3 separate regions of the Mus musculus genome follow, and regions 1 and 3 are each linked to region 2. A link is a contact called in public ChIA-PET and HiChIP or PLAC-seq data. All regions are on one chromosome and are shown on one strand. Each heading gives the region's core, a stretch centred on a gene start, on an enhancer-like site or on the middle of the called end of the contact. The rest is flanking DNA. Distances are from core to core; before and after follow the strand shown.

Region 1 (3,791 bases), core at 1,118-3,617, 250 kb before region 2:
TACTGAGGCAGCATCCAGGTGATCCATTATGACCGAGACCCAGAGAGGGCAAGTTACTTCCTCATAGTCACACAGCCAAGAGTGCTGGGAGATGAAATATCAATCACTCAGAACTCCTTGGTTCATCTCACCCTGGGTCCCAGGGCCACTGCCCCCCTTTAAGGGACCTCTGCCAGCTAGCCATGTGGCCACTCATCTCTCCCAAGAAGAGTCGAAATGGGGTGGGCTCAGCTTTTGCCCTTATTCTTTGCTATAAGCACATCCTGCGCCCATCCATGCCTCAGTTTCCCTTCTGTGAAAAGAGTAATCTCAGCAAATGAAGGTAAATTGCCGCTCTGGCTGACTTAGCTGGCATTTTCCTTTGGTCTGTCTGTCTGTCTGCTCCAGAACAAGTCTGGAGGAGTGGATGTAAAACTGACAAGGCTGGACCTTTGCCTCTGGTTGTCTTCACTTTCTTTTTCAGAGACAGGGCCTCACCATGTAGCACAGGCTGGCCTCAAACTTACAATCCTCTTGCCTAACCTCAGAGCCGAGATGACAGGCATGTACTAACTAAGATGCTTCATATTTCTTGCTATAGGACAGCAGCTGAGGACACTGTCTAGAGGCAGCTCGTTAGCCATCGTGAAGGGTGTAGATCAAGTGTGACCTGCAGCTGGCTGGAATGGACATGGTACTGAACGATTAAGGGTTTACGAAGGCCCCAGGGACCCTCTGACTTTACCCAGTGGGCAGGAGTACCCGTAATCACGGACAACTGTCTACAGAATGCACCGTACCCTCAAACGGACGGCACCACCTCCTCTCTGCTCCCTCATTTCACAAAACAAAGAAGCCGGAAGGGAATGGGATGTTTACTGAGCATGCCCAAGCAAATCCCCCAGACAGAACCCAGGCTGCGGCTCTCAGCTCAGCCTTCTCCCTTCCCCTGCTCATACTAATCATTTAGATGGCTTTATTGAGATAGAACTCACATGCCGTACAAGTTAGTTCAATGGCCTCCAGTCCAGACAACTGCACCCATGAAGACAGTCTACAGAATTCCCATAATCCCCTAGTTCCAACTCCCCATCCCTCCGCATCTCAAGGCCCAGGCAGCCACCTGTCTCCTTCCTCTCTATAGGTGCATCACACATTCTGACAGCTTTGGTTTCTGTTTTCTTCCACTTAGCCTATTTCTGTCCTTACTGTAGCGTGTATCAGGGCTTCGTTCCTTTTCACTGCCAAGTAATACTCCATGGTCCATACAGCATAGTTTATTGGTCTCTTAATTAAGTTAGTGGGCAGGTGGGTTGCTTTCACTTTTTCTCTCCTGCGGATGACGGCACCGACAACATCACTGAACATCTTTCTGTGTCCACGGGTGCTTTTCTCATGGATTTTCTGGTTCATACAATAAGTACGAAAAACTCCTTACTTATCACTTTGGTCTTCTGAGCCTGACTTTCTCAGGCTACTAATGGGGAAACAGTGTGTGGATAAACCCAAGGCTTCCAATGTCCAGGGTCCTGGAAACAAGCCTGCCCCTTTCCTGTCCTCCCCACATCCTCTCCCCTCCTCTCTTTAGGCCATTCTTCAGAGAGCGGTGGGACAACTCCTCTCTAACTGCTGGGTCTTGGGTAAGTCTGTGACCTGAGATTCCACGGCTCTGACAGTAGCTGTGGATTCATGGGAACAGAGTTACAGAGCAGCTTTTTGTGTCTGTAAATTTTCTCAACACTCACTGAGAGTCTGGTCCTGTTCAAGGCTGGACACGACTTCCGTGGGCACAGCTTCTCATTTTGATGGCTTATTTCTTTTCCCACTTGACACAGAACCCACGGGCTTCATGGTGTTCATGGTCCCTAAATATCTGCTCAGACCTGTGCTTAACAACCCCTGGCCTGGCTGTTAATGGCGACTTATATGACTTCTCTTTTTTCCTCCCGGTGGCTTCTAAAGTGGCTTCTCCCTTTCCTTGTCCTCTGGAGAAAGCCTTTTGGGGCCCAATAAGTTAATTATTGAATAAACATTTGCCAGTAAAGGAACCCAAGAGACACAAGTCACACATTTCTCTAATCAGTAACTTTTCTGTAGAAGTGCTGAACCCAGAATACCCAGTGGCCTGCAGATAAGGCCGCTCAGGAGAAAGGCTCACCCCACCCCCAACTGCTCACAGGGCCCTCTGTTCCCTGCCCGCATCCCAGGCACAGTGGTCTTGTGTGAAGATACCTCCTCCATCTTTGGTTTGCTGGCTTTCTGAACAAATGTTTTCTTTGTCCCGTCTACATGTCCTCTGGCTCTTTTGACTGGGTTCCTGGTTGCCCCAGCCCCAAGGTAAACGTACTTAGAGGAGGCGCTGGCTTGGCTCCGCCCCAACCTCCCTCTTGGACTTCATCAGCGTTCTGAAATTCCAGGCTTGGCAGGAGGCTGAGGGGTGAGCTGGCAGGCACCCTAGGTAAACAAGAGCAGCTGGAAAGGAAAGAAGCTTTTGGGGGTGGGAAGATGAACCCAACACCCCCTATTCCATGACGCTGCCAGGCATGTATGAAGGTCTCCATCCCAGAAGTCCCAGTCCCTGGTAAGCAGGAAGAGTCCTGGGAGGAACAGGGCTTTCTCCACCACGCTCTGTGCTGGACATAGCTGCCTGTGTAGACCAAGGCTCAATTTTGCAACCTACCAGCTGTGTGACTTGGGGCAAATTGCTTAACCTCTCTGTCCCTCTGTTTCTGTATCTACAAATAGGTAAAATGGCATAACCTTTAGGGTTCCTAAAATCCCAGAGGAAGACTTAGGAACGTGCCATATAAGCACATTTGAGACACTCTGCCTTGCCATTGAAGACTCACAATGGAAGCCACAGGCATCTGTCCTGTGCAAACGGCTCTATTTCTCTAAGCTTTTATTGAAACGTTTGTATTCTAAATAGACAATGGACTGCTCTCTCTCTCTCTCTCTCTCTCTCTCTATATATATATATATATATATATATATATATATATATGTATGTATATATGCACATGGAGACCAGAGGTCAACAGCTCTCTTCCTCAGTGGCTTTCCAGCTTATATATTTTTTGGAGACAGGGTCTCTCACTGAGCCCAGATTTTACTGATTTAGCTAGACTGGCTGGCCCCAAGATCCACATGTCTCACCTGCTTAGTTTCATCCTTCGGTGCTGGGACTATGAGCTTGGGTGCTGTGTGCCTAGCTTCTGTGTGTGCGTGATGAGGATTCAAACTCAGGACCTCACGCTTGTGTGACAGGCACTTTTCTAGCTCAGCCTTCACCCTGACGCTGAGGGTGTGTTCTTTGATCACATGGAACAAGCACTAAGTAGATGTATTTATTTGGGGGTGGGGTAAACAAGAGAAGAGGTTCAAGCCAGCTGAGCTATATACAGCAGAGCTGGCTGGGTCAGGTTGGTCCCTCTGTGTTAGGAGTGAACAGGCAGGCATCGAGCTAGAGTTGGCAGCCTTGAGTTTTCCCAGGAGCCTCTTGCTGTGAGTCTGTCCCTGCCCCAGAGCACTCAGAACTCAGGCAGGTGCAGAAATGACTGTTCATAGCCCCAGCTGTCACCTGCATAAACATCTGCCTAAGATGTGCAGAGGCCGAAGCATCTGTCAGCAGCCTAGGAACGCCTCAGAGAGGGGCCCTCCTTGGAGCTGCGTTCTGGAAGCTGAGTAAGAGTTCTGCACATGGGGCTGACGGATAGAGTCAATGACAGGAGGCCCCACCCAGCTCATCCTTTCCCTTGCCTGACCACCTCTGTTTTCCGGAGGAGTTTCCCAGAGTCCTTTGCTGGCTGGTC
Region 2 (3,832 bases), core at 867-3,366:
GTGGAGAGGAAAACGCTTCCGAAGTGGCTACCGAAGGCAAGAGTCAAAAGCAGGCCATGAGGGAAGAATTCAAGGAGGCAAAACGGCAAATTTGCTCCCTCCTGGGCCTCCCTGTCAGGCTGTTTACCCAGTTGACACACGACAATGCCTTACAGAAAGTGACTGCCCCTTGATCGTTCATTTGTTCAGTCAGAACCCTGCCTCTTGACTAACAGAACACAGCAAGATGCATTCTAGAAGTCAAGCAACAGGACATTTTCTACACGGTCTCAAGTGTCCTGAAGAAGTGACAACTGGGTGTGGAGGCTGAGAAAGGATCTGAAGGAAGCAGCCACCGTCTGAGCTCCCTACCTTTGCTTCCCAGAAGTGCCAGAACGGCAGGCAGCGGGCAATGTGGGAAAGCACCAGGGTTTGGCAAGGACGAGTGTGGATCCTCCAAACACGGGGAAAGGCTTTCCAAATCCTCTCCCTGCAGTATCAATGACCAGGGCACAGGCAGCCCACAATCACTTTCGAATACAGGGGCAGAGGGCAAGGAAGACTATGGCCAAGAGCTGGGTAATGGTTAAACTGGAAAGAGATGGACAGATAGGCAACAGCCAGACAGCCAACAAAGGAAAGAGGCTGCTCCTAACTGAGCAACAGCTGTTCCTTAAGGAGAGCTCGGAAGACTGGCCGGGAGGAGGTGACAGTTCTAATAAGCACTGGCCACGAGACCTGCAGTAGGCTCAGCACTTGCTGTCTTAGATCAATGCAACCTGCCCAGCTGGCAGAACTGAGGTGACAGGACTCTTATGTCACAGAGGTAGTCCCATTTTTCAGATGAGGAAATCAAGAACCAGACAAGGCCCGGAAGCCAGCAGAGAGCAGTGGCTGAAATCTGGATGGTGCATATGACCCCCAAAATCTTCTGGCTCCTTTCCATTCTGCTCTCCACCCACCAGAGTAAAGCAGAAGGGTACAGAAGCGACAGTGGGAACACAGGACACACAAGACACAGATCCCAAGTGGGTACAGCAACAAGCAGGCACACCTCAAAGAACCCAGCCTCACCTCACCTTCACCCACTTCCAACTATAAATGAAGAAACTGAATCCCCCATCCCAGGGCACAATCCTCACTCAGGAGCACCAGTTTGTCGATGTAGCAAGACGGAGACAACTCTTTGGCCACTGTAGATCCCAGCTGTTATTTCTGCAAATACAATAAGCCCAGGTGAGCCACATGAACAGCACCCAGTTACCTGGGAAAGCACCCAGAATCCCAAACACAAAAGCTGCCAGGTAGCAAACCACGGAGCATAGACACCCCCCCCTTTCCTCTGTAATCCCCACTATGCAACATGGAACAGAACTGTCCCCAGAATCTTGCCCTTGGTTATTTCGAGCCCTCACCGAGCTTCTCTCTGCACAGTGGCTTTGTCGACCTCCTCAAAAGTAGTAATCAGAACTCCACACCACCCCTCTGCTGGTACCCATGGGAAGGCCAATTACAGGCACCCGGGCTTCAAGTTGCTCCCGAATAGCAGAGCACTTACCCAGGCATCCTCTCCCTGGACAGTGGGTGTCCATCTCGGAGTTGAAGGGAGTAGGGGGTTCCAGAAGCTGTAATCTGTCGACCCAAGGAGCTTCCATCTGTCTCCAGGAGGGCTGCGCAGTCTACAGCCTGGCAGGACAACGGAAGCGGCTGCGGCGCAAGGCAGGGCGGGGCAGGGGGACCCAGATGCTGCACCCGGGGTCCTGGGGGAGTCTCAACTTAAATCCTGGTCAATGGATTCGCCTTGGTAGGATGCTAAAAACATGGGACACAGGTCGTAAACACCGACCCACTTTTTGTAGGCGACAGACATGGCTTTGAGGCTTCAGATACTCAGACGGTGAAAAGCACGCGGCTTGAGGCCCTCCCTCCTCTAGACCCAGCAGACCAGCCGCCCACCGACGGCCCGCAGCCCGGTTTCCTTGATGGAGGAAACGGCGCTGCCCATGCACCTTGCACTCACCTTGGTGCCCTGTATTGGGGAGACGAGCCCGGGAACATGCGGGATGTCTGTAGATTTGGGCGGATGGCAATGGCCAGAGAGGAAACACATCCACGCGACAGGAAACTGTGGTCTTCACGATGGGCGCTGGCGGAAGAACAAATGACAAAGCACGCTGCAGCCTAGAGCAGCATCTCCGAGCGGCGGGCCCTCCAGCGCCCCCACGAGGAGAGGAGACTAACAACTGTTTGAACATATTAAGTTAATTTTTTTTTTTTTTTAAACAATGATACGTTTTAGGAGGAAACTGTCTCTCGTTTGCCGTATTTTTTCTGTTTGTTCTGAAGCAGACCTCTCTTACAAACTACTGATTCCACAGCACATGGCTCAGTGGTGTCACAAAGGAACAAATGATGACTTTAAACACCACCACACGAGGTCAGTAGTGGCTTGAGACTGGCATGTGGAAGGGATGAGAGCAAAGAATGAATGCTTTGCTAAAAGTCTACCTAAAAATCATAAGGCCGATGGGACGATTCCCTTAACCAGAAAAGTCCTGATCCAAGTAACAGATGAGAGACAGATGTTTGAGAAGGAGCTCACGTGTTTCCAAGTCTTCATACTCCCAAACTCTGCTTGGATCCTAGGCCAAATGTGGCTCTTGGCCCTATGTACAGCAGCTCTGCCCTTGGGGCTGAAGAAGGAACTCCACTGAAAGAGTCCAAATGACCTCTGAGCCAGCCATCTCTTCCGCCTCTAAGGGTGACTTAAAGACAAAAGATAGTCTGGGCTGGAGAGATGGCTCAGTGACTTAAAGCAATTGCAGAGGACCTGAGTTCAATTCCCAGTACTCATACAGAGAGCCTAATGTTTGTCTGTAACTCCAGTTCTAGGGGATATGACGCCCTCTTCTGTACATTGTAAACACTGCCTGTAAAAGTGGTACACATAGTATTTCAGGCAAAACACTCGCAGGCATAGCATTAAAAGAAAGAAAGAAAGAAAGAAAGAAAGAAAGAAAGAAAGAAAGGAAGGAAGGAAGGAAGGAAGGAAGGAAGGAAGGAAGGAAGGAAGGAAGGAAGCCAGGCGTGGTGGCGCACACCTTTAATCCCAGCACTTAGAAGGCAGAGGAAGGCAGATTTCTGAGTTTGAGGCCAGCCTGGTCTACAAAGTGAGTTTCAGGACAGCCAGAGCTATACAGAGAAACCCTGTCTCAAAAAACCATTAAAAAATATATATATATATTATTAAAATATATATTAAATATATATTATATATTAAATATGTATTATATATTAAATATATTAAATAAGTATATTTAATATATATATATATAATATATATTAAATATATATATAAATATATATTAAATATATATTAAATATATATATATATATTTTTTAGGGCTGGTGAGATGGCTCAGCGGTTAAGAGCACTGACCACTCATCCAGAGGTCTTGAGTTCAATTCCCAGCAACCACATGGTGGCTTACAACCTTCTACAGTGAGATCTGATGCCCTCTTCTGGTGTGTCTGAAGACAACTACAGTGTACTCCTATCCATTAAATAAATAAATCTTTTTTTAAGAAATTAAGGCAAAAGGTAGATGTATTTTTATGAATTTAATACTGTAACAAGATATTGTGTCAGCATTGTCATGGTTAATATTGCCAACTTGACAGGATTCAGAATCACCTAGAAGACAATAGGCTAGGCACATCTGTTAGGGACACCAAGATTAAGTTAGCTGCTGGGCTTGTTTGTAAAGGAATGATCTAGATTATACCAAACAAGATGAGAAAGCCCACCTTAACTGGGTGTGGACAGCACCATTCTCTGGTCTGGGGTCTTGAG
Region 3 (3,845 bases), core at 1,153-3,652, 190 kb before region 2:
TCCTTGCCCCCATATTGCTCTCAGGGGTTGAATTCAGGATGTCATGCTTGCACGGTAGACACATCACAGACTTCTCTGTCTTAATTCTTAGGTTACTGCTCAGAGTAATGGGTCTCAACACAGCACTTCTGCACATGCGCCTTTATGCTTTGTTCTAATGCCCCCCTCCCGTGATGCCCCTTGATCAACAGAGCTTGTATTGACTTTAGATGGCTGTGGGGAGTGCCACCATCTTGCCGGTGAGCACCTGCTGGTCTGACTTTTGACCTCCTCTCCCTATCCCGGGCTCTCTCTGTTCTCAGCGATGCTCTATGGTTTTTATTATACAAGCCATGGACTTTCATTAAATTTGTTCCTGAGTATTTTATTCTTCTGGCTGCTGCCGGAACTAAAAATTGCTTTCTTAATTTCATTTCAGACCGTTCACCGCCAGGGTGTAGAAATACCATTGATTTTGTACATTGATCTTGTGTCCCTCAACCTTACCCAAGTGGCTCATTAGTTCTAATAATGTCCTGCGGATCTCTTCCCGCTTCCCTGTATAAGCTGACAGCATCTGCAAAAAGAGATATTTTTGGTATCTTTGTTTGTGTTTTGCTCGTCGAGACTGAGTGTGTAGCCCAGGCTGGACTTGAGCTAGCAACCTTCCTGCTTTAGCCTCGCCAATGCTGGAATCCCAAGGATGCTCCTTCATTCTTGCCCAGGTCATTGTGAAGATGTACCTTTCAGAAATGTCCCAGGGCTGGAAGAAATCAAGATATTCTAAGAAGACACTCTAAAGGGACAGATTATTAAAGCAGTCGATCCCAAAGAAATGGGATTTTCCCCCAGGACTCTCCTTTGGGACAAGCCTGAGGGGAACTTGTCTCTGAAAGAGAATCCACGATGTTCTACCAACTTGTCAGACTTCCTTGCAGGATGAGACTGAATCCCAGACACAGTCAGAGACCAGCAGGACCACACCCTGACTAGCTAGGATCGTTTTCTATGTACATATCATTGGTTTTCTGTTCATAACGTTCACCTCCACTTTAGGACCACCAAAGTAAAAGTCTCTGGGGGGGGGGGGGAGCGTTTCCCAGATCTCTTCTCAGTGTGGACACACCGAGTAAACCTCTCTTTCCTGCTTCTTTTAAAACCTTTTAGATTTATATATTATTTTACATATGTTGAGTGTTTTGTCTGTATGTATGTTTGACATGCACAGTGTCCTCGGAGATCAGAAGAGCATGTCAGATCCCTTGGGGCTGGAGTTACAGATGGCAGTAAGCTGGCCTGTGGATGCTGAGAATCAAACTCAAAAACAAGAGCTCTTAACTACTGAGCCATCACTCCAGCCCACGGTTTGGCTCCTTTAATTAGCTTGCTGAACACGGGTGGTTGAACCTGGCTTGGGCCATAGGCTGGGATTCCCAAGTCTGATAGCAAAAGTAGCCAAATTTCTCCAGGTTACCCTGGCAAGCAGAGGACAGGGGCTCATGGGCACGTTCTCTCCTTTGACCTAGTTCTTGCGGTTCTGCTCACAGGGTGGGCATGGCTCTGCAGCAACCATAACTATAACAAGGCCTCTTGGGAGCATTGTTCATGTTAGCTATTCACAAACTTGTTAGTAGGAAGCTCCCCACCCCTTAATGACTGTTTTGTTAAAGAGTAACATTATGCTTGTTCATTTGAAGTGTCCAGTTAACTAGGTCATGCTACACTGTTATTTGATTGGGTAAGATCCTAACTGTTTCTATAGACGTCTTCTGTTTTGTTGTTGTTATTGTTTCAGACAAGACAAACAAACATCTAACATTTTTAAAAGATATTTATTTATTTATTTATTTATTTATTTATTATATGTAAGTACACTGTAGCTGTCCTCAGACACTCCAGAAGAGAGAGTCAGATCTCATTACGTATGGTTATGAGCTACCATGTGGTTGCTGGGATTTGAACTCCTGACCTTCGGAAGAGCAGTCGGGTGCTCTTACCCACTGAGCCATCTCCCCAACCCCAACATCCAACATTTAAGTCAGGAAACTATAGCCAACGAGCCTCCATTCAGTTACTCCAGAGGGAGGTCCTTGCCCATAGACTGACTTCTGATTCAAATAGCTATATCATCTCCTTCCTGACTCTAGCCTGTTGGTCTACCCTGAGGATCAAGCCTGTATCAATAGTCTATCTGTAAATTGATCTATGTATCTATTCGTCTGTCTATCATTTATCATCACACACACATACGGTTCTGTTTTGTACTTCGCTGAAAAGCTTTAGTACTGGCATACACACAAGGAAGTGCTCACAAGTGAACAGCCTGGTGAGTTTTCACACACTGACAAACCAGATCAGGAAGTGGGGCGCCACACATCTTCCTGTAAGTCCCCTTTCGCTTTCACTGGGTCACTGACCACAAAGGCCTGCAGGCACCTCCCTGCTGTCTGGCAGTGCAGAATTAACCAGCCTCCTCTAGAGCTCTGTGTAGGTGGATCTAGCTTCCTTCCTGGATCTTCCACTCGCTCCCATGTTTGAGTGTGATGCTTCTCTCTGTGTCTCTGTGGACAGTCATGCCTGGCTCCTCTTCTGTGGTACACAGAGTTCTTGGGTTGTCTCACCTCAGGGCGCGAATCCCTTCAGCTCTGACGGGTGTGACACTTTTCCCACTTGGGGCTGTTAGGAGTGGTTAGAACACAAATGTTCTTGCATATGTGAACAGTTTCTAGTTGAAGCTTTACTTTTGGTTTCATTTGGTTTTGAATGAACTACAGTGTCTCATGTAGCCAAGGATGGCCTCAAATTTGCTATGTAGCTAGGATGACTTGGAACTCTTGATCTTCCTGCTTTCAGCTCCCAAGCCTGAACCCACAAGTGTAATTACCCAAGCCTTTTTATTTATATTAAGTGCTTGATCTTACTTTTGAAATGGAACTCATGGGTAATAAAACACACACGCACACACACCAATCATATAAAGAAGGAATAGAAAGGAAGTTACTTATAATAAGATAATGTGTTTCAATATAATCTTGGGAACAACCACCCAGGAAGGGATAAGAAAATATCAGACTCGGGGTCACACATAATGAGTAAATTCAGATTCCAAGGAGGTGAGCAGCCCAGCGACCCTTAGACCCAGGAATCAGGAAGATGAAAAGAAGGGTTTCAGCTGGAAAGGAAAATAATGCCTGCTATCAGGGCAGGGCATAATAGCCTGTGCTCATCTGCATGTGGCCAGAGGAGGAGAAATAACTGTAGCTGAAAAAAGAGAGCATGCAGGAAGACACATGGCACATGTCACCTGCAGAGAGTCAGCAAGGGCCCCCGGAGAACAGAGATACGCAGTTCCCAGCTGATGTCACAATTAGAAAGTGCACCCCTAGCTCAGAGATGCCTCATGTCTGCACCAAGCCTCATGTGACCACATCCCTTATTTGGAAGAGGGGACGAATCACAAGAATCCACCATCTACCCAGTGATATGGGGACGCCAGTGGCACACTAGAACTGGATGCTAAGCCTATGGGGAAGCCAGTGGCACACTACTAAGCCTGTAGGAGCCTCATCCCTCCATCCCCCACACATTGGTTTTGCTATGCTTGCAGGAATTAGAGCCACGCTCAGAACCCTTTTCCTATAACTCTGCCATTGGAGATGGTCCAACTTTCTGACCAGACGGGCTGTGTGGAATGAGAAAATGATTCAGAAACTGAGTCACCGTTCTTGTCCCATGTCTGCTTCTCTGTCAGTAACAACCTGTTCCCGAGCTAGAGTCCTTCTTTGACTTCCTGCAAAGTCCTTTGGCTCTGCTGTGGATGAAAACCTGATCTGTTTAGATTTGTGGTGTGTTTTTTTTTTTTAATT

Evidence for each region. ChIA-PET counts read pairs in DNA pulled down with a chosen protein or histone mark. HiChIP or PLAC-seq counts read pairs in DNA pulled down with a chosen protein or histone mark.
Region 1: a contact with region 2 is called in a FOXA1 HiChIP or PLAC-seq map of pancreatic cancer cells. The contact joins the enhancer-like site here to the promoter of Snhg17 in region 2. A contact is called at or near these places in 9 of 39 promoter capture datasets (the 3T3-L1 cell line, 3T3-L1-derived adipocytes, frontonasal cranial neural crest and 4 more), 1 of 15 datasets of contacts at CTCF or cohesin (embryonic stem cells), 26 of 484 Hi-C or Micro-C datasets (the AML12 cell line, B cells, the BV-2 cell line and 20 more) and 5 of 115 datasets of contacts at active chromatin or transcription factors (astrocytes, bone marrow-derived dendritic cells, bone marrow-derived macrophages and 2 more).
Region 3: an RNA polymerase II ChIA-PET map of memory CD8 T cells shows a contact between it and region 2, with 59 read pairs. The contact joins the enhancer-like site here to the promoter of Snhg17 in region 2. A contact is called at or near these places in 2 of 39 promoter capture datasets (the 3T3-L1 cell line and neural stem cells), 1 of 484 Hi-C or Micro-C datasets (embryonic stem cells), 3 of 115 datasets of contacts at active chromatin or transcription factors (embryonic stem cells, memory CD8 T cells and pancreatic cancer cells) and 2 of 9 other capture datasets (adipose tissue and liver).

What each region holds. Positions count from the first base shown.
Region 1 is chr2:158,111,579-158,115,369 of GRCm38.p6, forward strand. Gm34458 (a long non-coding RNA gene) reads left to right here. Exons shown (of 2, transcript XR_001783529.1): 2 at 581-1,247. Among named protein-coding and RNA genes, the nearest start is that of Gm34458, 8.2 kb to the left of the region's middle. Within about 2 kb of position 2,368, at least 105 of the 459 cell types and tissues checked have an H3K27ac peak or open chromatin away from gene starts, as enhancers often do. A contact at or near this core is called in 3T3-L1-derived adipocytes, the AML12 cell line, the Ba/F3 cell line and 4 more, where this site is marked.
Region 2 is chr2:158,359,406-158,363,237 of GRCm38.p6, forward strand. It overlaps Snhg17 (small nucleolar RNA host gene 17), which reads right to left and starts at 2,117. Exons shown (of 6, transcript NR_027887.1): 1 at 2,000-2,117; 2 at 1,538-1,665; 3 at 1,059-1,194. LOC115489589 (a small nucleolar RNA gene) reads right to left here and starts at 524; the gene lies at 393-524. RefSeq lists a cis regulatory region at 2,049-2,325.
Region 3 is chr2:158,164,414-158,168,258 of GRCm38.p6, forward strand. No RefSeq gene overlaps it. Among named protein-coding and RNA genes, the nearest start is that of Gm34514, 13 kb to the right of the region's middle. Within about 2 kb of position 2,403, at least 152 of the 459 cell types and tissues checked have an H3K27ac peak or open chromatin away from gene starts, as enhancers often do. A contact at or near this core is called in adipose tissue, liver, memory CD8 T cells and 1 more, where this site is marked.